Linked DNA regions of Zea mays: region 2 is linked to region 1. Evidence: chromatin contacts called from public Hi-C data. All regions are on one chromosome and are shown on one strand. Each heading gives the region's core, a stretch centred on a gene start, on an enhancer-like site or on the middle of the called end of the contact. The rest is flanking DNA. Distances are from core to core; before and after follow the strand shown. Region 1 holds the start of LOC100279607. Region 2 holds the start of LOC103627780 (galactoside 2-alpha-L-fucosyltransferase).

Region 1 (5,013 bases), core at 472-2,971:
TTATATAATCTATAAGCTAAATTATATAATTCTCTAAGAAAACAAACATGTCTTAAGGATTATAATCTAGACAGATTACATGCCATTAATTTGCGCGCGCGGTTCGATGGATCTGAACGCATTGCGAGCATAGGCAGGCAACAGTGCATCCATGCATGCATGACACACTGCAGATTGGACAGTACATGTCGGGAGCACGTTGCATAGATGGATTCATCGATCCATCGCCCGTCCACTAGTTTTTTCAAATGAAAAAGAAGACAGATATCGATCGTTTTGTCATGAACACAAACAAAACAGAAGAAACAATGATGGTTATGGCAGGCCAGGGGCGGGGACTGGGGGAGCCTTTCTTCCACCTCCACTGGCTCTCGCTGTCGCCTCACACATGCTCGCTCTGATGCTCTTGTCTCTCTCTCTTTATATACTCATCCAGCGGAGCAACGAGACAAACAAGAGCACTGTTGATCCCCACCCCACGGACAGGGAGGCTCCATCACTGGTAAACTAGAGCCTCCTCACCTCATAGATCTGGCATTGCCACCTGCAGGCAAATCTGATCATTCATCGCACCATAAAGAAATAAAAGAAAAGAAGCAAACACTGGGCATGGATCTGCTAGTGAGTGGACATCTTGCTGGATAGAGAGAATATCATAGCACTTAGAATATATATACAAGAAAATTACACACATTTTTTTGGGTGGCTCTTTTCAGCGGCCAGGCCACCTAGCACACAATAAGCAGACTCGCTGACAACAATCTACAAAACCTAGCTAGCTAGCCCATGGGTCGATGATGGCAAGCACTATTCAAGAGGTTCATCGAACAACAGCATCAGGAAGGAGGAGCCGAGCAAAAGTAAGCTTCATGCATGTGAAGTGTGTGGCGCTGTGCACCCACTCCCCATGCCTGTCTCGTCTCTCCCATCGGCACGGTCATAGCTCCTGCTGTGTGAAGCAAACAGATGCTTGATGAGACAAGGTGTCGACCGGATTAGCTTCCACCATGTGGACGCATGCAGATGCAGACGCATGATGCATGCCGACCTGATTGGACGCTGCCATGTCGTCGGCGACGCCCTTCTTGCCGCTACCAACCTTCTTGGCGGGAGCGCCGTTGCCGCCGCCGCCGCCGACGCCGACGCAGAGCGCCTTCCGCAGGCCGAGCATCTCCTTCCACCGGCCGGACCCCTTGCTTCCGGCGGCGGAGGCCCTCTCGTCGTCGTCGCTGGCGCCGCCGCCGCCGCCGCCGCCGCCACAGAGCTCGTCGCGCAGCGTGGTGGTTGGCCGCGCGGCGGCGAAGCAGCCGCCGTTGTCCCTGAGGGGAAGGATCCTGCCCTTGGAGAAGAGCTGGTCGGCCGCCATCATGGGGTGGCTGCCCACGGAGAACTCGAAGTTGACGTCCTCCTCCTGGCACCGCAGGCTCATCGCTCGGTTCTGCACCGGCGGCGGCTCCACGGCGAAGTCGCTGGAGAAGGAGACGCGCGGGCCCAGCGCGGCCGGCGGCTGCGGCCCGCCGCCGAACCCGGGCGCGCCGTCAGGGTTGTACATGTTGATGCACGCCATCGCGCGGTGCTGTGCTGCTCTGGATGTGGGCCGTGGGCGCGTGCTTCACTGACCTCCTTGCGCGCTTCCGCTCCTGCCTCCCTCTCGTGTGCTGTCGCCCTCGTCTTCCGCCGTGAGCTGAACAGAGGCAAGGCGAGCTGTGCTTCGCGTGCAGCAGCGCACGATGTTGTGGTGGTGGATTGGTGGGAGCTTTTAAAAGGTTTTTTTTACATCCTTGGGATGTGATGGGTTGGGATGGTGGTTAAACCCGAAAGTTTGGACTAGGTTATTTGGGGTAAGCGGACGGTCCACGTGTGGTAGAAAGTTGTCAATGATTAGGTGGTGGGTGAGAGTTATAAATACCATCCAAATCAGTGACACATCCATGATTTAGAAGGCGGGTATTTGAAAAAAATAGGATGAATTTTTTTCTAGGCCTAAAGCTTGTCTATTAGCATATATATATAGTTAATTATATAAAATCTATAATTACGCAAACACGATATAGTTAGAACCAATTCAATAATTAACCTACTAAACACAAATTCCATACAACTATTTCAAAAAATTTAAATCGAAATGCACTTGTTGTTGCTCAGTTGTTGGCCGGATACTTGTCCTATCTGGCTTTTCCCAATCGCTAATGCCCCGCACTGTCGCTAATGCCCACCACGACCGGGCAGCTCTTCCCTGGTACGGTAATAGGGTTTGGAAATCTTTTGTCGTGAGATACAAAGGTGGGCTCTATTACTCAATTGGATGTCATAGGACACGATCACACGACAATTTATTGGGCTGGGTGGGTATGAGAAGTACCAAGGAGATATTTTGGTCCAAGTTAACATAAATTCCTCCACTTATTTGGTTCATTTCTTATTTTCTATGTACATATACTATATACACATGTATATATTGTTTTTTGTCAAAATAATGAGTATTCAATTGGATACCATTAAATTGAATGAGGCCCGCCCCTGACCCCAATCACCATCTTCAATGGCACCCCAAGCATTCCAACTCCCACATTCATTGCAAAGAGTAAGACTTCACTTCAGGCCACACTCAAATCTTCAATACTCCTCCAAGTGCATAATTGTGGTTTGCATTCTCTAGTGATCAGCTAGAGAGACTCTAGAGAGAGTGTGACCTTGTGTTTTTCTCGTTGCTCTTTGTGTTTGGTTTTCTTGATCGTGCTTTCTTTCTCTCACTTCTAATTCTCAATCGCTTGTAAAGCTAGCAAAAGACACCTAAGTGTGTGGTGATCCTTGCGGCGTCTAAGTGGCTCTCGAGATTAAGAATAACTCATCCGGTCTAAGTGACCGTTTGATAGAGAGAAAGGGTTGAAAGAAACTCGTCCTACGTGGACTACTAAACAGGGAGTAAGTTCTTTGGAATCAAACCTCGGGAAAAAAATCGCCCATGTCTTTGTGTTAATTTTGCTTTGTGATTTGATTCTGTCTCTCCCCTCTCTCTAATTCTATTGCTTGCGATCGTTTTGTGTTGGCTTCCAAAGTTATTCGCATTGATTGAGCAACTCTTCCGCACTCTGATTCATTCTATACTCGTTCTAATGCTAACCCAGGTGAAGTTTTGTGTTCATGTTTATAAGTTTTAGACTTCGTCTATTTACCCCTCTCTTGCTATCCCCGCCACTATCGAATTACCGACCATCAGAGTTCGTCTTTCCACAATGACGCTCCTATTATGAAGGTATACATCTAAGTTTCACCCATTATAGTAGTTAGAATCACAGGTTTAGATCGTACTAATGACCAATATAACGGGGCAGACGAAAATAATGTGAAGAATTTTACGGTAGCTTGATTATTATTCAGTAGCAATACTATTCGCTTGGCTTTAATCTGTACCGGCTTTTATTGATTCTATAGTGTTTTGTCTCTTTGGATTGAAGTTGCAGCAGTCTGAACAGTTGGCTTTAATCCGAAGTGAATAGGGCCAATATCTAGAGCCAAAGTCAAAATCGTTATCGCCATCGTGCCTAGATTTCGTTTGTCAATTTCCACCAGTACTAGTACTATAAGATTATTAATCCTTATGCTCTGTTTGGATGTCGATATTGGAGGGCATGTAATTGAATTGAGTTCAATATCAAATCAGTTATGGTATTGAAATGAGATGTAATTCTAATTCTATTATTTTGATGTCACTGAAATGGAGTTTGGAATTGTGTGATCTAATTCCACGCAATACAAAGGTGTGATGCTTTATATTGGGAGAGAGAGAGAGAGTTTCTAGTTATAGTCTAATTCCATGGAATTGTGTCTCTAATTCTAAATCTCAATTCCATGTGCAACCAAACAATAGAATTCCGAAAAGTTGATTCCAATTTCTAATTATGTGCTCCAATATCTATATCCAAATGGGGTATCATAGAACATGCAATAACTGTGGACTGAGTTGTTTGAATGCACTAGAGCTAATAGGTAGTTGACTAAAAAATTGTTAGTGAAATTAGCTAGCTAACTATTAGCTAATTTGCTAAAAGTAGCTAATAGCTAAATTATTAGCTAAACTGTTTGAATATTTTTAGCTAATTTTAGCAGCTAACTATTAGGTCTAGTATATTCAAACACCCTCTGTATCATCGTCCACTAATAATTTAGCGGGTCTACCTAAACAAAGAAGGTAGCCTTTCCTCCTACAGTACAAGCTTCAATCCATAATTGTAGGGACTACTAGGGAAGAGACATTAATCAGCACGGTTCCAAGGTGTTCGACAGGACGACAGCACAGTCCCTTTCCTCATTAACACATGGTGATCCATCCACCACCACCAGCATACGACACAGAATCATGCTCCCAGTCTTAACTTGGTTCATGAACCGAGTACCAAGGAACAAGAAGGCTGTACCGGTCCAACACTACCACCTGCTCTGCTCTCCTGTCGCTGAGAACCTGAGACGACTGAGACAAGGAAGCACACAAAATGAGATGAGATGATACCAGAAATCAACGGTCATTAGGCTATCTTCAACAGTTTACTTATTCTCGTCTTTTATTTTAAACTCTACTCCGTAAACTCCGTGCTCAGAAGCAAACAGATATGCTGTCCGGATATATCTATTCAAACTCCACTCCGTAAACCTCTAAGGAATAGGAGGACCCCAAGAATCCTCCACCTCATTGTAGTTCCACCCCTCTATGATCAGGCAATGATAGCACTGATCTTGTGCCACAAGTGACAACGGACCAGTCAAAGAGTTTCCTGTTCCATTGTAATGCTGGTACAGTTTGTAATAGATCACGACAGAGACCCTGTTGGGAATTGGGCCCAGTTTAAACACCAATGGGCTTTCAGGATTCTACCTCGCATAGGAACACGTGGTATAACTTGTTGAACCATGATTCCTTCCTTGCCTGTTAGAAGAAACGAGAGAGAGAGAGAGAGAGAGAGAGAGAGAGAGAGAGAGAGAGAGAGAGAGAGAGAGAGAGAGAGAGAGAGAGAG
Region 2 (4,682 bases), core at 2,017-4,516, 130 kb after region 1:
GCTCCCTTGGTGCTGTCTACAAGAAGCAGGAGGATCTGCAGATTTTGGAGGATCTAATCTAGTCCTTTCTCACGAGGAATGCTGCTGTCGTGTTATTCTGTATAAATTACCCAGCATGTTTAAACGATTTTTCCTGTTTTGAGCGGGATAGGAAGGGAATTTATTCATCAAGACATTGAACAAACTCAGCGTGTTTTTCTAGATCGTGTTGACTGCTTGTAGCCGTAGTGCTCCACTTCGCCTCTGGCATTGGCAGCACCCATGTGCCAACACTATGTTCTTCCATGTTAGTTCTTTCATGATGGTGAACTACAAGGTGCAGTTGACTGACCCAAAACTCTTTGTATTCTTTCAGATATACAAGACGACATGTCAGACGATCTATCTCCGTCGCCGCAAATAGAGTACGATCGTCTTCTGGGCGGCCTTCTCGTCGAGGGTTTTGACGACAAATCATGCAGAAGCAGGTACCGTTTCGCACGCTACCACAGTTCACCGAGCATACCTTCTCCGTACCTCATAGAGAGGCTAAGGAAACAAGAAGCTCTGCAGAAGAAGTGCGGCCCAGGCACCAGAGCATACAGGGAAGCTTCGAAGCAGCTGAAATCCGGTCAGAGCATGAGCATCAACGCCACAGACGACTGCAACTACCTGTTCCTTATCATCCACGCCGGCTTAGGGAACCGGATGCTCGAGATCACTTCGGCGTTCCTCTACGCGCTGCTCACGAACCGGATCTTGCTCCTGGACCGTTACAAGGAGATCGCGGATCTTTTCTGCGAGCCCTTTCCTGGAACGTCGTGGCTGGTTCCTTCGGACTTCCCTCTGAACGACGACGAGTTCGGCCAGAGCAGCGCTGAGAGCTACGGCAACATGCTGCAGAACAAGGCTTTCGGTGGTGGTACGGACCGATCTTTGGTTGGCAACAGACTCCCTCCCTATGTGTACCTCCACCTGGACGGCAACTATGGTTTCCACGACAAACTCTTCTTCTGCGAGGACGACCAGCAGTTCCTGCGAGGTGTTCCGTGGCTGGTCATGAGGACGGACATGTACTTCGTGCCGTCCCTGTTCCTCGTTCCAGCTTTCCAGGACGAGCTCGGCAGGCTGTTTCCTGAGAAAGACACCGTCTTCCATCACTTGGCGCGCTATCTTTTCCATCCGACAAATGGCGTCTGGTATTCGGTTACAAGATGCTTCAGGTCCTACCTGGCCAAAGCGGAAAAAAGGGTGGGAATTCAGATCAGGATATATGAAACCAAAGGTATCTTGCAGAGAAACGGCCCGTTCCCACACATTCTGAACCAGATCCTCTCGTGTGCTCAAAACGAGAAGCTGCTTCCAGAAATCAGTATGGCAGAGGGAGCAGCCGATGGGACTCGGAATAACCGAACAGCAGCCGGGAGTGGGACTCGGAACAACCGGACGATCGCTGTTCTAACGACTTCTCTGAGCGCTTGGTACAGCGAGCAGATCCAGGAGAAGTACGACGAGCAGTCGGCTGTTGATGGCGTGTCTGTCAGAGTGTTCCAGCCGAGCCACGAGGAGTACCAGAGGTCGAGGAACAAGGGGCACAACATGAAGGCGCTTGCTGAGATCTACCTATTGAGCATGACCGACGTGCTGATCACCAGTGGCTTTTCCACGTTCGGGTACGCTGCTCAGGGGCTCGCCGGCCTGAAGCCGTGGATCATGCTTAAGTCGGAGAACCACGTGACGCCAGACCCACCGTGCGTCCGCGCCATGTCCATCGAGCCGTGCTTCCATCAAGCTCCCTTCTACGACTGCAAGGCGAGGAAGGACACCGATTTGGGCAAGGTAGTGCCTTACGTGAGGCACTGCGAGGACGTGAGCTGGGGGCTCAAGATTGTAGATCAAACTCATTTGTAGTGTAGCTGTAATCTGGTCAGGACTCACGGCAGACTTGCTTGCTAACTAGGGCAGAACTATTGTTATTCTTATTCTTAATCTGCGAAACACAAAGGAACCATACAAAATGTATTCTTTCCCTCCTGTATTTGATCCAAGTGTAGATAGTTGATAGACAGATCCATTAATCTGTTCATCCTCTGATGTCAAAAGGAAGAGAAACATGTTTACTATATATCATCGCTCATTTGGCCGATTCGTTGACATGCATTGCTGCATGGCTGCCGAGGTGAGTTCCATGCTGCTGTGCTTTATTTCTCGTGGCAGTAGGCAATACAGCTGCATAAGGATTTGGGGGCTACACAAAAGCTTCGGCAGATCACAATGCCAGTGCTTGTGTTGTGAGAGATGTCCGCCATTGCATAGTTGCGTAGGGCCGTAGAGATGTGCTTATTACACAAAAATGATATACTACAATAGAAATTAATGATTTGTAAAAACAATAATATACTTACAATAGTCGATGGTACAATAACATTGCCTAGAGCCATTTTAAAATTTAGGCACAAAAAATATAGGAAAGTGATAAAAAAGTCTATCTCTAAAAAGCGGATCCAAATAGACAATGCGCCCCAAAGCTGCCATGAAGCACGCGATTCGCAGTCAAATACGCCCTAAAGCGGAAGAGTAAAGCTCTATTTAATCCTATTTAGATCACTTTAGCTTTATTTAAAAGGTCTAAAGTATTATCTCAAGTCTAAACTACTTCGCAAAACTTTAGGTCACGACAAAGTAAACTAAAATAGTGTAAAGCTTTTACTCATCTAGAGAATCCAAACATCCGGTTGGCCAGCAGACAGCTCAAAAGTGCTCTACGGCTCTAACTAGCACGATCGCGCCCAGCGAAGCCAGGAACCCCGCGTCGGATCCAAGGTGCCGTTTGGTTCACGAAATGTAACGTAAATGGTAATGATAATGATTTACACTCGAATACCGGCGGTAACAAATTTGAATAAGGTGTTATGTATTTATAGTGTTGTTCCATTACGGTTGGACTTAAACAAAGATGATTTAACGTTATCGGTTACCCATTGCGTTACCAATATGTGAACCAAACGACACCAATGTCCTCACGGCACCGACGACAAGACTGCGCAACAGGCGAAACCCCCACGTCCGATGTCCTCACGCCGAGGTGCTCCAGTACCACCGACAACGTCGTGCCGAGGACGCCCCCACTCGCCACCGTGCCGTCACGTCGCCACTATAGTTATAGGGAGCCCCACCGTTTTTTCACCTGAAACGCATCGAAAACCCCTGTGCCACTCGTCCCCCATCACGTGCTCGGCCTCGTAAACGTCCTCTATTTCAGTCGCGCGGGCCCGTCGGCCGTATCCGAACCGAACTAATCTATCGTGGCGTGGCACGACGCTCACGTCGCGAACGCGACCGCGGGCACCTGCGGAAGGGCAGGGAGAACTGAAGAACCCTGCGGCTCGGCTCCGCCGTCACGCCACATGGACATCAAGGAGCGGATCCGCCGCTCGCCGCCGTCGTCGCCGCAGGCTGTGGGGGAGGCGGCGGCGTCCGCGCCCGGACACCCGCGCGGGAGGAAGGCCCGGGTCGCGGTGCTTCCCCTGTCAGTCGCCTGCGGGGTCACGCTGTTGTTGCTCGCGGGCGTCTCCGCCGCGAGGAGGGGTGCCCAATTCTCCGGCGCGGATCCTACCACTCTCTCCGGCAACGACGATCGTGGCGGCTTTGAACAGGCCGGGCCGCGCGATGGTACGTAAACTACATGCGCGAGGTCCTCGGTTGGACAGTTTCCGTTTGGACTTTGATTGTTTGGCACCGCCATCTGATCGCATTTCTGAAATTCTCCGAGTGCGTTGTGCGGGTGTCGATGTGACGTCTTGTCTAGGAGTTAGTACATCCTTTGAAGAACTTACCGGTCATTTGTTTCCCCTGCAAGTACAACTACATGTGTTGTTTTTTTCCTACATGGTAGGCCAGTCACAATTTAGCTTTTAGTGAGTGATGCGAAGTGGATATCGATCTCTGTGGAGGGATAGTAACTGTCACTGAAAATGTTTGTGACTTCTCACGGTAGAACTTTTAGACGCAGTGGTCTTTGGCTGACGGTTGCAATACGATCTCACCACTCGCTGCAAGTGATGTTTTGGACATTTGATTTGCACTAGGTATTCTTAGGCCAACTCCAGCAAACCGTGCAAACGGACAAGCAAAAAACTGTTTTATATTACCGATTGAAATTTGAAATATGAAGTGAAATACAAAGTGAAATAGGTAGTCTGCTAGATATAGCATTAGAACGAATCTCCCCACAAGCATTATATAGAATATTTTATGTATATTATACCTAGTATTCTTCTTCTATCGAAAAAACCTTTTACAATAGAATCGTCATAAAAATAATAATTGTATTATAAAAACTAGACTACTGCCTCTAATTTTTACACATGAATGGGTTTAGGACTGACACATCATATTAATAAGAGTGTATCTTGACTTAGACCTATCTTCGGTCTAAATTAAATCAACATAAGTGAAATGTAGTTCTTTTCGTTCTGCAAGAGTTTACTATGAAACTTTATACATTTCAAATTTTATAGAATGATTTTTTGGAGGTCATTATCCTGATTACGCCAAACATTGAATAACTTGGATATTTACCTTATCAACTAGCAAACTCTTGGAAAATATTTATTCAAAATATTTTGAATAAACATCCAAAAATGTTTATTAAAAAATGTACAATTTCAAGTCATGCTTAAACAACCTTAAGTGATAAAACA

The links. Hi-C and Micro-C count contacts between places; a contact is called where the count stands out from the background.
Region 2: a contact with region 1 is called in a Hi-C map of leaf, with 3 times the contacts expected there. The contact joins the promoter of LOC103627780 here to the promoter of LOC100279607 in region 1. A contact is called at or near these places in 5 of 25 Hi-C or Micro-C datasets (leaf and seedling).

The regions. Positions count from the first base shown.
Region 1 is chr5:218,105,483-218,110,495 of Zm-B73-REFERENCE-NAM-5.0, forward strand. It overlaps LOC100279607, which reads right to left and starts at 1,722. Exons shown (of 2, transcript NM_001360859.1): 1 at 1,049-1,722; 2 at 642-946. The coding sequence starts at 1,567. The coding sequence ends at 938.
Region 2 is chr5:218,232,596-218,237,277 of Zm-B73-REFERENCE-NAM-5.0, forward strand. It overlaps LOC103627780 (galactoside 2-alpha-L-fucosyltransferase), which reads left to right and starts at 3,267. Exons shown (of 3, transcript XM_008648079.4): 1 at 3,267-3,651. The coding sequence starts at 3,387. It overlaps LOC100274441, which reads left to right. Exons shown (of 2, transcript NM_001148800.1): 2 at 356-2,101. The coding sequence ends at 1,890.